2 separate regions of the Astyanax mexicanus genome follow, and region 1 is linked to region 2. Evidence: chromatin contacts called from public Hi-C data. All regions are on one chromosome and are shown on one strand. Each heading gives the region's core, a stretch centred on a gene start, on an enhancer-like site or on the middle of the called end of the contact. The rest is flanking DNA. Distances are from core to core; before and after follow the strand shown.

Region 1 (3,317 bases), core at 161-2,660, 43 kb before region 2:
AAATATTGTCTGTTTGGGTGGGACGTCTCACACCAGTGTCACGCCGGCCGAGGACAACAGAAGTGTGTGTCTTATCTCCAGCGCTTGCGGGTTGCAAACGGGGGGTTGAGTGGGTGTGAAAGCCAGTGTAGTGAGTGTGTGTGTGTGTGTGTGTGTGTGTGTGTGTGTGTACTGTAGGAGGCGGGTCTTACGTGATAACGACTGGTGCCACCTTATTGGTGATAATGGACTTGGCCTTGCTGTTGTGGATGCTGACTGTCTGAAAGGAGGCATGGCCCAGGGAATGCCTGCTGTCCGTCATCCCGTTGCCGTGGAAACTCTCAGGCGTGGTCGGGGGGGCAGCACTGGCAGTTGTACCCATAATCCACTAGCAGCTGGAAGGAAAGGCACATATAGTGGTGTTAATTACAGCGAACACACATTTAAACTTAAAAACTCCAGCTGCTTTTTAACATTGCACTGCACGTCTGTCTGTACATATCTGTCTATTAACCCTTCTACAACCCCACCATTCCCCAAAACATTGGGTCAGTATGCAAACTTTTCATTTATTAATATACATACATTCATTCATGAATTTCATACCTGAAGCATATTTAAAAAAAATGGTGTGATGGTAGTTTAAGACTGGTATGAGGGTTTAAAAAAAAAAAAAAAACTTTAAAAAAAGTGTTTATATGGTAAGAGCACAAGCCTAAACTGAGGACCTGTGATCTCTGAAGCATCAGACACACTGCATCAAGAACCACCATTCAACAATAGATAAGAGAACCAAATGAACAAGACATTACTTTTAAAACCTTAATATATTATACCGTATAGTACCTCAATAATATGCTATAATCCTGATATCGTCTATTGTGTTTATTTGTATGTTTGTTCACAAATATAACAGTGAAGAGTATTTTAGGCAGTAGCGCAAAGACCAATGCTTCAATATTTACAACTCCATACACAATATATAAAAAGTATATATTTAACTTTTCAACTAGAATTAGTCACAACACCTGGCAACATATGACGAACTCATGACATTCTACAAACCAATTAATGTGAAGTATAGCGAGACACAGCCCATGTACCGTAGGTGATGACGACAGAACGTAGTACCCAAAACTAACCAAACTCAACGTATACAGTGTAACCTCTGGTCCTGACTTTCAGGTGTGAGGACGCCCTTACACACAAATGAATACTGGAAAATAAGTCCCAGTGGCTTGACCACACGTCCTGACGAGTCTATGGTGTCACACGGTCGTACGATGATGTTATTTGTCTGTTTTAATGAAGGACTAACAAACCTGATGGAGGAGTAACCCAATTTAATGGAGGACAGAAAGTCCTGCCTTTAGTGTAAACACTCCTCCACTGTCCTCCGTTAAACCAGCGTAACACCTGGAGGTGCGAGGTGTTTACAGATGTTTGTTGCCCGCCGGCGCTGCACTCAGAGAGGGATTAAAACCCCAGCTGGAGGGTCCATAACAAACACCACTGTAACCTCAAACTGAAACTAATTCATCACTGACCACACGGCCTAAACAGGGCCATGTTTGGTGCATCCTCCTCAGGAGTTCTCAGAGAGTGAGAGTTCCACATGCAACAGGAACTAGTATTGTGTCCCATGACTTTTGGCATATGCCATGGAGGCTAAAGAAAGCAGCAATGACCTCCTGTATTGATTTCTGACAGTCAGACACGGCATATGAAGATAAATACCATTGACTGCACTGTCCACTGTGGGTGGTAATGCCTTCTATAATGTATTACTGGCACACCCATGATGCTGTGCATCAAGGAATGTTAAATAATCTCTGATAATTCACCTACCACTGACATGAGTACGCTGGCCAATGTTAGTGTCTCACAAATCCATCCATTGGGGATGAATTGGGGATGAATTGGGGATGAATTGGGGATGAATTGGGGATGAATTGGGGATGAATTGGGGATGAATTGGGGATGAATTGGGGATGAATTGGGGAGTTGGGGATGAACTAGGGATGAATTGGAGAGTTGAGGATGAATTGGGTATGTGTTGGAGAGTTGGGGATGAATTGGGAGAAGTTGGAGAGTTATGGATGAATTGGGGATGAATTGGAGAGTTGAGGATGAATTGGGTATGTGTTGGAGAGTTGGGGATGAACTGGGGAGGAGTTGGAGTGTTGGGGATGAAATTGGATAGGTGTTGGAGAGTTGGGGATAAATTGGGGATGAATTGGAGAGTTTGGGATGAATTGGGTGTGTGTTGGAGAGTTGGGGATGAATTGGGATGAGTTGGAGAGTTGGGGATAAATTGGGGATGAATTGGAGAGTTTGGGATGAATTGGGTGTGTGTTGGAGAGTTGGGGATGAATTAAAGAGTTGGGAATGAAATGGGATGAGTTGGAGAGTTGGGGATGAATTGGGATGAGTTGAAGAGTTGGGGATGAATTGGAGAGTTGGGGGTGAATTGGGTATGTGTTGGAGATTTGGGGATGAAGCTGGATGATTTGAGGATGATTTAGAGATTACTTGGGGGGTTGGGAATGAGTTGGGTATGAATTGGGGATTAGTTGCAGAGTTGGGGGTAAACTGGGTATGAATTGGGGATTAATTAGAGATGAGCTGGGGTTCACTTGGAGAGTTTGGGATCATCATCATCAACATCATCACCACCCACTATCCGGACATCACTAATAATCTTGTTGCTGAACACAGCTTCTGCAGCCTAACCAGGATGAACTCTTTTTAATACCTTTAATTTTTAAACAAAAAAAATTAACTGTTCATAAAATACAGTTCACTAAAGTACTGCATGTTAGCAATTGTGCACTGTGCAAATTAACACAGTACTGAAACCAGCCGTGTAAACCCTGTGATCTGAATCCAGCGCTGCTTGGCAGAACAGTTGGGACAGAACACTGATTTTAACACTGACTAAATATTTTTGCAGCCCTCATCCGTCTTCCACGGCAACCAGAAGCCCTCCTGAGCGCTCAGTGGATAAACAAAGGCCGCTAATGCTAACACTCTCTCGCTCTTCATATCTGTCTTTCTGTCTGCCTCTCATTTGTGTGATTCTCTCTCTTTCTTTCCCTCTATTCCTTGCTCGACCTTACTCTGGTGCCATTCTGTCCCTGGAAACAAAGCAGAGGAGAGAAGTGTAGCCAATCGTTCAGCACTAATTCACTCCCACTAATTCCTCTGAAGGTTGTTCTGGTTTGAATACAAGATAAACCCTATAAAACCTTAGTCAATCTGCACGGACAGTAAAATGAGGTTGGGATCATTCCAATTTTATCCCTTGACCCCTGCATACATACAACGCTCCCCCTTTT
Region 2 (3,575 bases), core at 290-2,789:
ACTGCACGAAAAAAATTCTTCTAGGTTTCTCCGGGTTCTAAAACGTTCTCTATGTTCTTGTGCTTTTCGCTTAAAACGCTCTGGTGTGTTTTTAGCGCATGGGCGGCTCTCCAGTCCCCAAAGATTTTTTTTATCTCCCCAAGTAGAAAAGCATTGTGGCAGCGAGGTAGCGCCCTGCGCATGCGCGTGGTGGACGAAAACGGGTGTTTTTTACGAATGTACCCGTTTTCTGATAAATTCCGCCCTGTGCTGTGATTGGCTGGTAGCATCTCGAGGTCTGGGCTGGGATTGGGAGATAGTTGATCCCAGAGTTCTCTTAGCGTGAATATCAGTGATTATAAACTTTTAACCAATTGTAAAGAAGGTGGGCGTGGTTTTACGGAATACGGGTGAGTTGCAAAAATTTAACCCCAGCTACAATCACACAAAATAAAGAATATATCATTTTCAGAAAATGTTCTTTAGATTGAATAGATAAAAATACAATGTTAAAAATCTTACAAATTACAAATGTCAATTTTTAATGTTTAATAGCATACAAATATACATATACATAAATATAATGTAATATAATAAAAATTAAATCAAATAATATGAAATCATCTCATAATTCTAATGTGTTAATGTAATAATATAATAATATAATTATATTCCAACAAAAAAATAAAATTAAATAAAAAGGTTATTTTTATGTTTTATTTAGGTTTATTGTATAATCAATCAACTGTCAATTTAAATATAAAATAGCAAATGCAAATGCATACAATATATGCATATGCTGTAATATACTACACTAAACTAATATATAACAAATATTATGTAATTACTCGTCTAATATGTAAATGTAATAGCACCTTATATAAGTCTTAGAAATGTGATTAATATATATTTCTGTAAATAAAAAAATAATAAATATTATCCAGTAAAAATGTAAAAAAAGGCTGAGATTGTCCAGTGCTGCACCTATAGCATCATAAACTTTTATAGCAAAAAAGTTTATTGTAACTGTTATGTAACAATTCAATTGTGAAGACTTGAATATGATAACATAGGAATATTAATATGATATAAATATATGAGTACACTGCAATAAAATAAATACAACAATCATTTTACACAAGAATGTAATCATATAGTTATGTTAACAATTTAAAATGTATTTCCATTATTTCTTTGAAGCCTAGGATGTCCAGTGCTGCTACTATATCATCATAGTGTAAACTAGGTTTATACTGGTGTTAACAGAATATTACATATACAATATATACCAAACTTGAAGGAGTCAGAAAACCCAATCCAGGACCATCGAGGTCTTCAAAGAGCGCAGAAATAAACGGGACGTGTGTAAACAGTAATATGTCGCAAAGGAGAGATCTAAGTGTTCATTGTAAAATATGCATGCCGGGGGTCCTCATTTACAGCTCAATAGCTGATGACCTGTCATGTTGGCCCTTGAAGAGGCACTCTAGCTTCCTTTCATGCTTTCTGCTCTGGCACTTGTTAAATGTGTGGGGTGTTTAAGGAGGAGGGGGGGTGGCGCTGATGATGGGGGGGTGGTATAAAAGGCCAGACTGGTGCCACAACCTGTCATTTCCAAGCCCCTGACCCAGCCACCAACATGCAGGGATTTTTACTGGCAGTCTTGTGTTCCCAGTTCCTCCTGACCCGAGTGTCAGGCAGTTATAGGAATGCCAGCGTCCCACGACACCATCCACCCTCCTACATGATGCGTCTGTACCGCAGCTTCAGGCCCGGACAGACCCCAGCTGAGGATCACATGGAGCAGGACAGGAGCAAGCAGGCAGATACCATCAGGAGCATCATGTCCAAGAGTAAGGAGATACATTTTTTTTTGTTTGGAATAAAGGTTTCAAATGATTTGGACTAAATGGCAAAAATAGCATAGCATGCTTAAACCTAAAACCTGGTCCTCACAGGGACCTTTCAGAGAATTACACTGGGGTTCTGTGCCAGAACCCTGCACACAGTAATACCTGGTACAGGTGTGTGAGGAGCTGAAGCACAGAAACCATGTGAACACTGGCTAGTGTAGAGGTGCAGATTATCTACTCTTAAAGCAGAACTAGATCTAAACTCAATTATGGATCTGATAGATAGATAGATAGATAGATAGATAGATAGATAGATAGATAGATAGATAGATAGATAGATAGATAGATAGATAGATAGATAGATAGATAGATAGATAGATAGATAGATAGATAGATAGATAGATAGATAGATAGATAGACAGACAGACAGATAGATAGATATATGTAATTTTGTAATAGATCTAATTTTGATTAACTGTTCAGACCGCTCATATAATAGCAGTATAAAATCTGTAATAGCAAGTTTAAAACTGAAAAAAATCAAATAAAAAAAGACAATTAGAAAAGAACAAATGTGGAAAATTTCTCCTTTTTTTTCTAAATCTCTTATTTGTAATTCATTCTGGATGAAAACTGTTATTAGACATTCTTAATTAATTAATAATTTAAACTTTTTAAAGTTTTTAAATTATTATTTAAATTTATCAGTTTAAAACTGTTTAAAACTGGTACAAAATTATGTAACATTTTAATTTTATTTTCTAAATTTCTCATTTCTGCATTAAGGATAAGCATAAATGGGTAATACAATAATGTAATATAATATAATATAATATAACATAATATAATATTGTAAAGTAATAAGAAAGTAATAAAGTAAATAGAAATTGTGTAATTCAGCCTTATTTTTTTTTTTGTTTGTTTTTTTGTTTTTTAATAATACACCGAGGCTACAGTTAACTGTGGCCTCTGTTAGTTAGACTGTTGCGTATTATTGCGCTGCTTTTGCGCAGGTTTTTTTTTTTTTTTTTTTTTTTTTTTTTTGAAGCCCCAGGCTGTCAGATGTTTTTAAGTTCAGCCCAGACACCTTCAGCCAGGCCAATCCACATCCACCCCCAGCCTCCCGGCCTCCGAGCCCCGCCGCTCCCCCAGTCTGCCCCTCCGCTGCCCGGTGCTGCTGCTGGGGTTAATGTGGATTAGCATCTTGCCAGACATCCCCATACAAATCACATGTTAGCCCAAATCCACATCTCACCCTGTCCGCTGTTCACACTTAGACCTGATTAGATTAGCCAGGGTACCCGGAGTGTGTGCCTGCCACTGTGCGTGTGTGTGTGTGTGAGGGTGAGAAAGCTGAAGCCTGGGTCTTGTTTGAAGAGGATATGCACTGGATGTGTTAAATGATTGGTTTCGATCCGGTTTGTTTGCGCAGGATTAGTTGGTGTAGTTTGGGTGTAAACAACACGTAGCTCTAGCTGTGTAGGTAGCCAGCTATATTAACTATAAACACACAAACACGGTTTCTGACAATTAATCAAGTTCTGCCACACCCTCCATCAGTATAATCTAATGTTTAACACTAAATTTTAACACCTAAACACCTTTTGTTTACCAAAAAAAGTGTCTTAACATCAAACTCTCCATTCCACCTTAAATGGTGCAGCAGGCGCCTGAATGGAGCTGTTGCACGATTTAAGGTGGAACTGCTTTTTCTTAGAAAAAGCTTGCAAAAAAAAAGCCAAA

The links. Hi-C and Micro-C count contacts between places; a contact is called where the count stands out from the background.
Region 1: a Hi-C map of muscle shows a contact between it and region 2, with 5 times the contacts expected there. The contact joins the enhancer-like site here to the promoter of ndr2 in region 2. A contact is called at or near these places in 2 of 3 Hi-C or Micro-C datasets (blood and muscle).

Annotation. Positions count from the first base shown.
Region 1 is chr15:15,418,029-15,421,345 of AstMex3_surface, reverse strand. It overlaps pald1a (phosphatase domain containing paladin 1a), which reads right to left. Exons shown (of 20, transcript XM_022669058.2): 2 at 192-374. The coding sequence starts at 361. Among protein-coding and RNA genes, the nearest start is that of pald1a, 41 kb to the right of the region's middle. Within about 2 kb of position 1,410, the one cell type or tissue checked has an H3K27ac peak away from gene starts, as active enhancers do.
Region 2 is chr15:15,375,233-15,378,807 of AstMex3_surface, reverse strand. It overlaps ndr2 (nodal-related 2), which reads left to right and starts at 1,539. Exons shown (of 3, transcript XM_007242927.4): 1 at 1,539-1,832. The coding sequence starts at 1,619. pald1a (phosphatase domain containing paladin 1a) reads right to left here and starts at 177. Exons shown (of 20, transcript XM_022669058.2): 1 at 1-177.